Regions from separate parts of the Mus musculus genome. Here region 1 is linked to region 2. Evidence: chromatin contacts called from public Hi-C data. All regions are on one chromosome and are shown on one strand. The core of a region is the stretch at or near the end of the contact, and the rest is flanking DNA. Distances in the headings are between cores, read along the strand shown. Region 1 overlaps Rnf130 (ring finger protein 130). Region 2 has its middle 42 kb from the start of Rnf130.

Region 1 (5,223 bases), core at 1,773-4,272, 59 kb after region 2:
ATGTTCTTAATCTCTGAGCCATCTCACCAGCCCTTTCAGACATCTTTATGAGCACACAATAATTGGTTTCATTATAACTTTTTCATAGATGTATTTAACGTACTTTGATCATATAAAATTAATAAAACAAATTGTGACAAGATAAGTGTTTTATCATTATCCTATTTGTGTTTTGCCAGAAACTTAGGCCTCTTGCTTTCACCAACCTTACTCTCGTTGCCAGGCATGGCGGTCCAAACTCATAAATTTAAATTGATGGTTTTCACATTCCTTACCTCCATCATTCACCTCTTAGATATATATATGTATATATATTTCTGCACTGGCTTCCAGTGTCCATTGTTTCTTTTTTCCCAGGCTATTCCTTATAGTCTGAGATCCTTCTGTGTTCTGTAGCTTAAAATACTGTCCATGGTGGTGTCATGTCTGAGCCTAACCCTGATCCTAAAAATGGCCCTCTCTTCCCAACCTTACAGCACATGGCCGTGTGTGTGTGTGTGTGTGTGTGTGTGTGTGTGTGTGTGTGTGTGTGTGAGAGAGAGAGAGAGAGAGAGAGAGAGAGAGAGAGAGAGAGAGAGAGTCAGTCCAATGTATGCATTGTACTTAGAAATAATAGGTACTCAGTTTTCTTTGGTACAAGCTGACATCTTAAGGCCAGTACTTAGGTTAGCTGGGAGCTGGGCGTGGTGGCGCAGGTCTTTTAATCCCAGCACTCGGGAGGCAGAGGCAGGTGGATTTCTGAGTTCGAGGCCAGCCTGGTCTACAAAGTGAGTTCCAGGACAGCCAGGGATACACAGAGAAACCCTGTCTCAAACAAACAAACAAACAAACAAACAAAAGCAACAACAAAACCCCCAGCTGGACTAAACCTATATTTCTAGCTTCATGGTGACGTTTAGCTTTTTGCCTTTCTTTTCCAAATTTGATTTAAAAAAAAAAATCCTTCATCATAGCTAAAGAGAGCAGATTTCACAAGTTGAAGTATTAGCTCTGTCAGTTTCTTTTTGTGTTTCTTTGCATTGCTTTTTAAAGCTATTTGTTAGTTTATTGAAAGTCATTTTAGCTTAAAAAATATGATATAAGTAGTTCATGCCATTTTACAACACTATAATACCTTTTATTCAGGGCACCTCTCATGTATATGGAACCATCTAAGATGAAAATTCAGAAAAAGCAACTAATGTTGATAGTTAAATTAAATGCTGATAGCAATTTCTTATTACCAATTACTGAAACAGTAACTTTTACAAATTTTGTAATATTTAGATGTACAAAGTCAATATATCAAAAGCAAACCAAAAAGGCAGTTGTACTTTTTGTATGCTAGGATCAGTTAGACAATGAAAATTTTAAAATACCATTTAAAAACATAGTATTGGTGGTAAAAACTACAAACCATTTTGTAAGAAAGGAGATGAAGTAAACAATGTTTTTCATATTCATGGATTCAGAGACAGTATTCTATTTATTTATTAATGTTTGTTGTTGTTTTTTTTTTTAAAGACAAGGTTTCTCTAGTAGTGACTGTTCTGGGAAGGAAGTGCTATGTAGACCAGACTAGCCTAAAACTCACAGAAATCAACCTGCCTCTGCCTCCCAAGTGCTGGGATTAAAGGTGTGCGCCATCACTGCCTGGCAGCAGAGCAGAGAGTATTCTTAATATAGCACTACTCTGAATTGACCTATACAACCCTATAAAAATTACGTGGTGTTTTTGTTTGCTGCTCCTCTTCCTCTTCCTCTTCTTTTTCCTCCTCCTCCTCCTCCTCCCCCTCCTTCTTCTTCTTCGTTTTAGAGACATTGATAAATGGCCCCTAAAACTCACATGATAACATAAGGGACATAATAAAAAGTCTTGAAAAAGAACAAAAAAGTTCTGGGCTTGGGAGATGGTTCAGTCAGTAGCATCTGCTGCACAGTGTAGTGGCTCCTGCTGTGGGTGGGCCATGCAGAGGGTGGGCCTTGTGCTAGACTTTCTATTTATTGATAGTTCCTTGAAAGACACTGATATAAAAGTATGCTTCCCCCCTCTTTGAGAGGTACTTTCAGAGATAAGTTAAGACCTACCTCAACAAGTGTCTTTGATCATTTTGTACATAAATGTTTGCCTTTTTTTCTGTGTTCATTGCTATATAGACAGCTTGGATTATGAAAACTTGAAACTGCCTCTTGTATGATTTCCTCTACTGTGACTGAGTTTATGGCTGTTCTCTTTCCCTGTTTCTTCCCTACCTCCTGTCTTAGCTACTCAGCTTAAACATTTCTTAACAAGTGTCTTCGGCCTTGTTAGGGTCAGCTATACAGCTCCTAGCTTGTTTCTTGTACCTGATGTTATTGGACCCAATAGTCCAGTCTTTGTCAGTCTGGTCAAGTTCTAGGACTAATGGTACTAGAATAAAGAGATGATTTAAAAATAAAACAAAGGCCGGGCGGTGGTGGCGGACGCCTTTAATCCCAGCACTTGGGAGGCAGAGGCAGGCGGATTTCTGAGTTTGAGGCCAGCCTGGTCTACAAAGTGAGTTCCAGGACAGCCAGGGCAACACAGAGAAACCCTGCCTCGGAAAAAAAAGAAAAAAGAAAAGAAAAAAATTTTAGCCGGGTGTGGTGGCACACGCCTTTAATCCCAGTTCTGCGTTCGAGACCAGCCTGGTCTACAAAGTGAGTTCCAGGACAGCCAAGGCTATACAGAGAAACCCTGTCTTGGAAAAAAAATAATAATAATAAAATAAAAATAATAAAAATAAATAAATAAAGCAAAAGTGCACCCATATTCTCTATATGTCTGCCCAAGGGTTAATGTCTTGGATACTGTTCTGAATTATGGCGATAGGGTCTTGTTATGTAGCCCAAGCTAGCTTTGACCCCTGGGTTCAAATGATTCTCCTACCTTACTGTCCAGAGATTCTGGGTCTGCAGTCTTACTACACTGCACTCAGCTTCCTCTGAATTGTATTGTAACTGTTGTTTGAGACAGAGCCTCACCACGTAGCCCAGGCTGACTAGAATTTGACAAATCTCTCTCAGCCTGCTTAGTGCTTCAACTCCTAACACCTGTCACTGCCTAGCTTTGCTCTGGATTCTTGGTGGTGTCCTAGATCCCTGTGTGCAGCAGCATTATTGAGTCAGTCATTAACTTTGGTTGGTCTTGTGGCAGACAAAACCAGAAGGCTCTGTTGACTGAGCTGGGTCTCTAGATATTCACTTCCTGACTTTTAACAGGGAATTCAATTGCATGTGTTTAAGTAGATGATTCGGTTGACTAGGAACTCAGTGCCAGAAGATAACCCAAGAGGAAGTACAAATTCATAGCGAAATATCTAGCAGGCAGTTGAATGATAAGTGCTAAATTTCAAGAGAGGTTTAGACTTACATATTATTGTCATGTAGGTGACTTCTTGCTGAGAAAAGTGAGCAGTGGACAGAACCTTGGAAAATGAGGAGTGGTGAGAGACAAGTAGAAAGCATGATGAATAGGAGCCAAGTAAAGAAAGGGCCTGAAGAGTCATATTCAATACTGAAATCCTTTCTTGGAATAGGCAGTAAGGTAGTTTAAATACTTAACACTTTTGTTGTGCTCTGGTACCACTTTTGTCTGAGACTGAGCTACCATTTTTACTTGCTTGGATTTATAGCATTGCTCTTGAATGAGATATTTGTTACATCAGTTGTAATAAAAATTATTTTTGAGCATGACTTTTCATGTAAAGTGATTTGTATTAGCCATCATTTAAAATTGCTTTTAAGATGCTTTTTATTATGCCATGGAGAACATCCAACAAATATGTTTGAGTTCTAAGGATGTGAAAAATAATCAAAATCCATTTGAGATGTTCAGTAACTAAGTACAGAAGACAAATGATAATGGATAGCTATTGACAGCTCAACTTGCTGACAGTCGGGCTGTGCATGACTCTTCTTGCAGTGCTGTCCCATACAGCTAGCACTGTAAGTGTGCAGAAGATATTATGTTGCCTCCTTTAAAATCCTGAATAAAAAGAAAATAACTTTTGACATATTTCTTTAGGACATGGCCAAAAAAGTAAAAATTGCCATTTAGGAAAATAAATTATGTACTTTTTAAAACATTATATTCAAAAGTAAAAAGTGAGTAGAATAATATTCAAGAGACTACATAGTTTGAATATTTTGTTAAAAATAAAGCTAGAGGATAATTGAAAGGAGCTTTGAATTTTTAATTAGTTTTATTTAACATTTAAACCGATAACACATTCAAGAATGGGAATAACAGAAATGTTCTTAGATATGAAAATGCAACTTTACTATAACATTTTCCTTAGAAGAATTTCCGAGGGATGGAGACTACTGATGGAAGGTGAGATGTGAGGAGGGTGTATATCCATCCACCCACCCATCCATCCACCCACCCATCCATCCACCCATCCATCCATCCATCCATCCATCCATCCATCTACTTCCTGGGTGCAGGGGTGCTGAAATACTGGTTTTACATTGTTACCAGCATTTCTGTGTGAGTGTTTTTGGATGATGTTAACACCTGAACTCCTAAATTAGTAAAACTGATAGTTCTTCTGTAGGCTTGTAAAGAACAGAAAAGTCTACCTTTTCCCTGTGTACTGGCTAGTTTTGTGTCAACTTGACACAGCTGGAGTCATCACAGAGAAAGGAGCTTCAGTTGGGGAAATGCCTCCCCGAGATCCAGCTGTAAGGCATTTTCTTAATTAGTGATTAAGCGGGGGAGGTCCTCTTGTGGGTGGGACCATCTCTGGGCTGGTAGTCTTGGGTTCTATAAAAGAGCAGGCTGAGCAAGCCAGAAGAAGCAAGCCAGTAATGAACATCCCTCCATGGCCTCTGCATCAGCTGCTGCTCTCTGACCTGCTTGAGTTCCAGTCCTGACTTCCTTTGGAATTGAACAGCAATGTGAAAAGTATAAGCTGAATAAACTCTTTCCTCCCCAACTTTCTTCTTGGTCATGATGTTTTGTCCAGGAATAGAAACCCTGACTAAGACACCCTGGTAAGAGCATTCTTCTTACCTGCCTTCTGCATGCTTGCCTCCTTATCTGCTTTTGGCTTCAACCTACTTCAGTCGGAATCTCTGGGTCAGTGAGATATAGAAATAACCCTTCCCTCAAATATATCACGTAGGTTCCTTACTTCTGTGTTGCTTACTCGGTGTTCATCTCTTCTCTCACCCTCTACCCCTTGACTAGATGTCACATTAAAGCTCATGGTGCCTGGAAGT
Region 2 (5,082 bases), core at 2,365-4,864:
TGTTGGGTGGGCAGAAATGCACAGCTCCCTGGAGCTCGCTAGCCAGCCAGTGACCAGTTGTTGAGCTCAAATGAGACCCTGTCTCTGTCCCTGCCTCCTGGCCACACAGACAACTTCAGGGGCCTGTGGGGAATCCTTAGAATTCTGAAAGGGTTCTGGCAGCATCCGGCCAAGATGGTCTTCTCTGCCTCCTGTAACTCCTCCCCCTCAGGTCCCCTGGGGTTTGGGGCATGCATCAGCCCTTGGGCCTTCATTGTACCCATTGACTTGTCTGCATCTAGCCTTCTGTGAACTCTGCCCAAGTGTCACTGTTTATAGTGTACATTGACACATTCCAAAGATGTGACTTTGACAGGGTGTCAGTCACTGTTTAACCATTTGACAAAATACTTGAAGAAGCTAACTTAATGAGGAGGTCTGGTTGGGTCACAGAAGGCCAGGGACACGGCACCTGAATTGACTCAGCTCTGGGAAGTGTCTTGCTGTGACATACAGGGCAGATTGCAATGTTGGAGGATTACGAGAGTAAAGGATTACGAACTCTACACAGTGCCCGAGAGCTCCTCCCCATAATCACCAAGAGGCCTCACAGAGAGAGTCATACCCTTGACTGCCACAGAGACCGAATTAGGATGTTCCTCTTAAAGCTCTTGAACCTGCTGGGGGGTGGGGTGGCACACACCTTTAACCCAGGCACTCAGAAGGCAAAAGCAGGCAGATCTCTGTGAGTTCGAGGCCAGCCTGATCTACAGAGCAAGTTCCAGGACAGCCAGGGCTACACAGAGAAACCCCGTCTTGAAAAACAACAAAACAAAACAAAAAGGTAGCTTTACACTCTGCAGTGCCAACATCCAGGTACCAAGCCTCTAACCCACGGAGCTCTGGGTGGTAACACAGTAGCCAAACCACAGTGGAGAGATGCCACCAAAATTACAAATGTTTGCTGCCTGTGGCTGCCACCCCTAGTGACTCATCTGGCCACTAGGCTCACAGACTTTTGCTGCAGAGCTGTTTGAGAGAGAAAAGATTGGAACCAGACCAGCATTCCTAAATAAGAATCTAAACTCGGTTGTCACAGGGCTCAACCTCCACAGCTGCGATAAGGGTGCTTTAGGCCCTGATAAGAAGAAATTCCCATGACCCCCAATGGTGGCTGTGGCTAGCCATACCCCACCAGCATGGCTCAGGAGTCCTGCTCAAAGCTCCACCAGCATATGTTCCTACAGCAAGGTACATGCCACCAAGTAAATGACAAGGCTCAACACTCCAACACAAGAAAATGAAGCCTTGGAGAGAGAGTGGGCTGGCAGTAAGAGAGGGGCTGGGGGTGGGGCAAGGGAGACAACAGGGCACCAGGAGAAGCCTCAGTAAAGAGTAGGCTGGCAGGTGAGGCGCTCCTGTAACTGCAGAAGGCCTCTGCGGAGTAGAGATAAGGGAGAAAGCTGGGAGACAGGAAGTAGAGGCTTTTGTGACAAGCTTTGCAACACGCTCCGAGTTATTACAAATAATACTTGGACAAGAACTGAATCTCTAAGCCAGATGGGGTTGTGGGTCTGTGACCCTAACACTCGGTTGGTTAGGCACAAGGATCAACAGTCCAAGGCCAGCCTGGGCTACATACATAGCAAGACCGTATCTCAAAAAAATAAAATAAAATAAACCCTTTCTCCCTCCAGTCCCTTGGGGCTGGGGTATGGATCTCAGTGGTAAATGACTTGCCTACAATGTTCAAAGTCCTGAGTTCAGCCCACAGCACTTCAAAAACATTCTAATAATTTGAAATGAGGGTTCCCACTTCGATGCCCAGAACAAAGAGCCTGTGGTCTTGCCTAGAGCCACGTGCTGTTAGAAAAAGCTCTGTGGATAAGGTACAGAGTGAAGTAACTATATGTGGTGAAAATGACTTCTTCTAAATCCTCTAGAAATTATCTTACATCATGGAGCAACTCAAGAAAGTTTACTCAGGGAAGTCTGCACTTTGGAGATGGATCCGTGTGTAAAGTATTTGCTGGCCAAGCACGAGGACCTGAGTTCACATCAGCACCCAGGAAAAAAGCCAGGCATAGCAGCACATATCTGTGCACACCAGCACCAGAGGAAAAGAGACGGTCAGGTCCCAGGAGCCCACTGGCCAGACAGTCTAGCCAAAATGATGAACTCCAGATTCAGTGAATCACCCTGTCTCAAAAGAAGGAAGTGGAAGCCGGGCGGTGGTAGTGTTCATCTTTAATCCCAGCACTGGGGAGGTAGAGGCAGATGAGCTCTGAGTTCGAGTCCAGCCGGATCTACAGAGTAGCTGCCAGGATATCCAGGGCTACACAGAAAAACCCTGTCTCAGGAAGTCAAAATGAACAAACAAATAAATAAACCCTGTTTCTAAAAACCAAAATAAATAAATAGACAAACAAACAAATATGAATAAAGCAGAGGCTAACAGAAGACATCAAATATTGACATCTGCACTCCATTCTCATGTACAAGTACACCCAAACACACATCTGCATCCACATGCACACACACACACACACACACACATCAAAACAAAAGAGACAAGAAAATTTACTAAAACTGTATAAACTATGAGTCTTGTGACATTTGAACCGTGACCACTTCCTCTCATGAGCAACAACACAAGTCAACTCCAAAGGGCACAGCCAAGAACACAAAGCCCGACAGGATTCAGCCCTACAAAGAAGACAGGCTGCCAGGCTCTCCCACTGGGGGTCCAGCTCTACTAAGGTGCAGCCTCGACTGAGCAAAGCAGAGAGGTAAGGAGCCCTTCCTGCACACAGCCCCATGCAGAGAATAGATGGTCCTCGCTGCTTCCTCTGGGAGTGTCAGGGGCCCTGCTCACACTCACAGTAGCTCACCCATGTGGTGGAAATACCTTGCTGTGGAGAAAGGAAGGAAGGGAGGGAGGGAGGGAGGGACGGAGGGAGGGAGGGAGAGAGGGAGGGAGAGAGGAAAGAAAAGAGACAGAAAGATGTCCCATTTAGTATTCAACGCAAAAAGCAAGGGTGTCACCCTGAGAAAGGGGGCCATGATCAAGCTGTAAGCACAGGCGTCTCTTAAACTCTTCAAAGACTACTTCAAACCCAAGGATAATTTCAAAACCACTAAAGATCTCAGTAGCAAGAAATTAATAGAAGGCCACAGCTACAAAATCCCAATAAGCTAAGCGTAAGGCAAACAGCTTACCAAAGCAAATCACTGAAAAACAATGTAAGCCACAGGGAGCCCTCCTGGGATCTGAACAGCCTGCCCCTGGGACAGAGCCTGCACTTCAGCTGTCAGCCTTTGCAGCAATCCACGGCCCCAGACATTGTTGTGAACAGCAGACCTGTTAGACTTCAGTGAGCTGGAGTGTAGCAGCTAGATGCGATACCAGCAAAGGCAGACAGCTAATGGAGGGATGGGAGACAGTCACAGGGCTCACTGGGCAAGCCATTGTCCTTTCAGACTGACCACATACATGCCCAGGGCCATACTCTAAATGCCCAGTGCCCAAGTTAAAGTTAAAAGACATGAGTTCAAAACAAAACAGAACAGAAATCCCATGACATGAATGGGTGGGGTGAGGTGGAGTGGAGAAAGCAACAGAAACCACTGAGAGGAGGTGCCAGCTGTCATATATATGTTGAAATTGCCACTGGAGATCATACTTGAGAAATAACGGAAAGTCTGGTAGCAATAAAGTTTTTTTTTTTTTTTTTTTTTTTTTTGGTTTTGGTTTTGGTTTTGGTTTTTCGAGACAGGGTTTCTCTGTGTAGTCCTGGCTGTCCTGGAACTCACTCTGTAGACCAGGCTGGCCTTGAACTCAGAAATCCACCTGCCTCTGCCTGACAAGTGCTGGGATTAAAGGCGTGCACCACCATGCCTGGCCTAAAAGAGATTTCTTTAAATGTTGTTGGAGGTGGGCTGGAGACATGGGTCGGAGGGTAAGAGCACTTGACTTGCTGATTTTCCAGAGGACCCTGGTTTGATTCCCACTACTCCCATGGTGGCTAACAACTCTAGTTTCAGGAAATCAGTTGCCCTCTTCTGGCTTCTTACTGCATTTAGGTGGTACACAGGTAAAAACACCCATACACATAAACTAAAATTTTAAATTAAAACAAATGTTACTGGAGATTGGATGGTTACTTTATAGCAGAGCAGAGGTAAGAAAAAGAATCAGAAATCCTGGAGTTGGAAAGCTAGAAGGGTACCGAGCATACTATTTGAGAAACAGGGAAAAAAATCAAGAATAGTGAACAGAATCTCATAACAACATGTGGCACCATTCACTGCACTGGGATAAACATAATGGGAATAGCAGAAAGGGATATCAAATAGCAGGAAAATTATATCATAGTTGAAATAATAGCCTCAAACTGACAACATCGATGCACATGTCTAAAAGATTCAACAAACTCCACCCAGGATAGACCCAAAAGACACAACACAGGCAGACAGACAGACAGACAGACACACACACACACACACACACACACACACACACACACACACAGGAGACAGAGAGAGAGAACAGATCACACAGAGCACATACAGATACATACAGGAACACACATGCATGTTCATGTGTGTGTGCGTGTGTGCACATACACACTGTAGCAAAAGTACAAAACAGAAAAAGAAAGGTTTCAAATGAAGCAAGATAAAAGTGACTTACCATCTACAGGAGGACTCCAATAATATGAATGGCTGTGATATAATCATATTAGAGGCCATATGGCCAGAGAGATAGGCTGGAAGATGCTGGAGTTGGGGAGTGGCCTCTGGTCAAATGTGTGACAGTGTAAGGGTGTACTCCTCGGCTGTCTGTCACTGTGACAACATGCCTGAACTAAACCAGCCATCAGGAGGGAAGCCTTACTTTGGTTTGCCTCAGAGATTCAGACATGGCTGCTTGGCTCCTGTAAAAAGACAGAGTCGCAGCAAAAGCACGCAATATGCAAGAACCCACAGGCATAAGTTCCTTCCAAGTTGGCCCTACCCCCTAGAGGTTCTGCCACCTCCAAGAACACCACAGGCTGGCAGCCAAGCCTTTGGGCCTCTGGGAGGATATTGTAGCTTGTAGGA

The links. Hi-C and Micro-C count contacts between places; a contact is called where the count stands out from the background.
Region 1: a contact with region 2 is called in a Hi-C map of hematopoietic stem and progenitor cells, with 1.7 times the contacts expected there. The contact joins two enhancer-like sites. A contact is called at or near these places in 1 of 15 datasets of contacts at CTCF or cohesin (the G1E-ER4 cell line), 26 of 484 Hi-C or Micro-C datasets (the Ba/F3 cell line, CD4 T cells, ECoMG-derived neutrophils and 19 more) and 4 of 115 datasets of contacts at active chromatin or transcription factors (CD8 T cells, the HPC-7 cell line, double positive thymocytes and 1 more).

What each region holds. Positions count from the first base shown.
Region 1 is chr11:50,039,594-50,044,816 of GRCm38.p6, forward strand. The region is part of intron 1 of Rnf130 (ring finger protein 130); the gene reads left to right. Among named protein-coding and RNA genes, the nearest start is that of Rnf130, 17 kb to the left of the region's middle. Within about 2 kb of position 3,023, at least 28 of the 459 cell types and tissues checked have an H3K27ac peak or open chromatin away from gene starts, as enhancers often do. A contact at or near this core is called in the G1E-ER4 cell line, bone marrow-derived macrophages, hematopoietic stem and progenitor cells and 2 more, where this site is marked.
Region 2 is chr11:49,980,452-49,985,533 of GRCm38.p6, forward strand. No RefSeq gene overlaps it. Among named protein-coding and RNA genes, the nearest start is that of Rnf130, 42 kb to the right of the region's middle. Within about 2 kb of position 3,615, at least 72 of the 459 cell types and tissues checked have an H3K27ac peak or open chromatin away from gene starts, as enhancers often do. A contact at or near this core is called in the G1E-ER4 cell line, bone marrow-derived macrophages, hematopoietic stem and progenitor cells and 2 more, where this site is marked.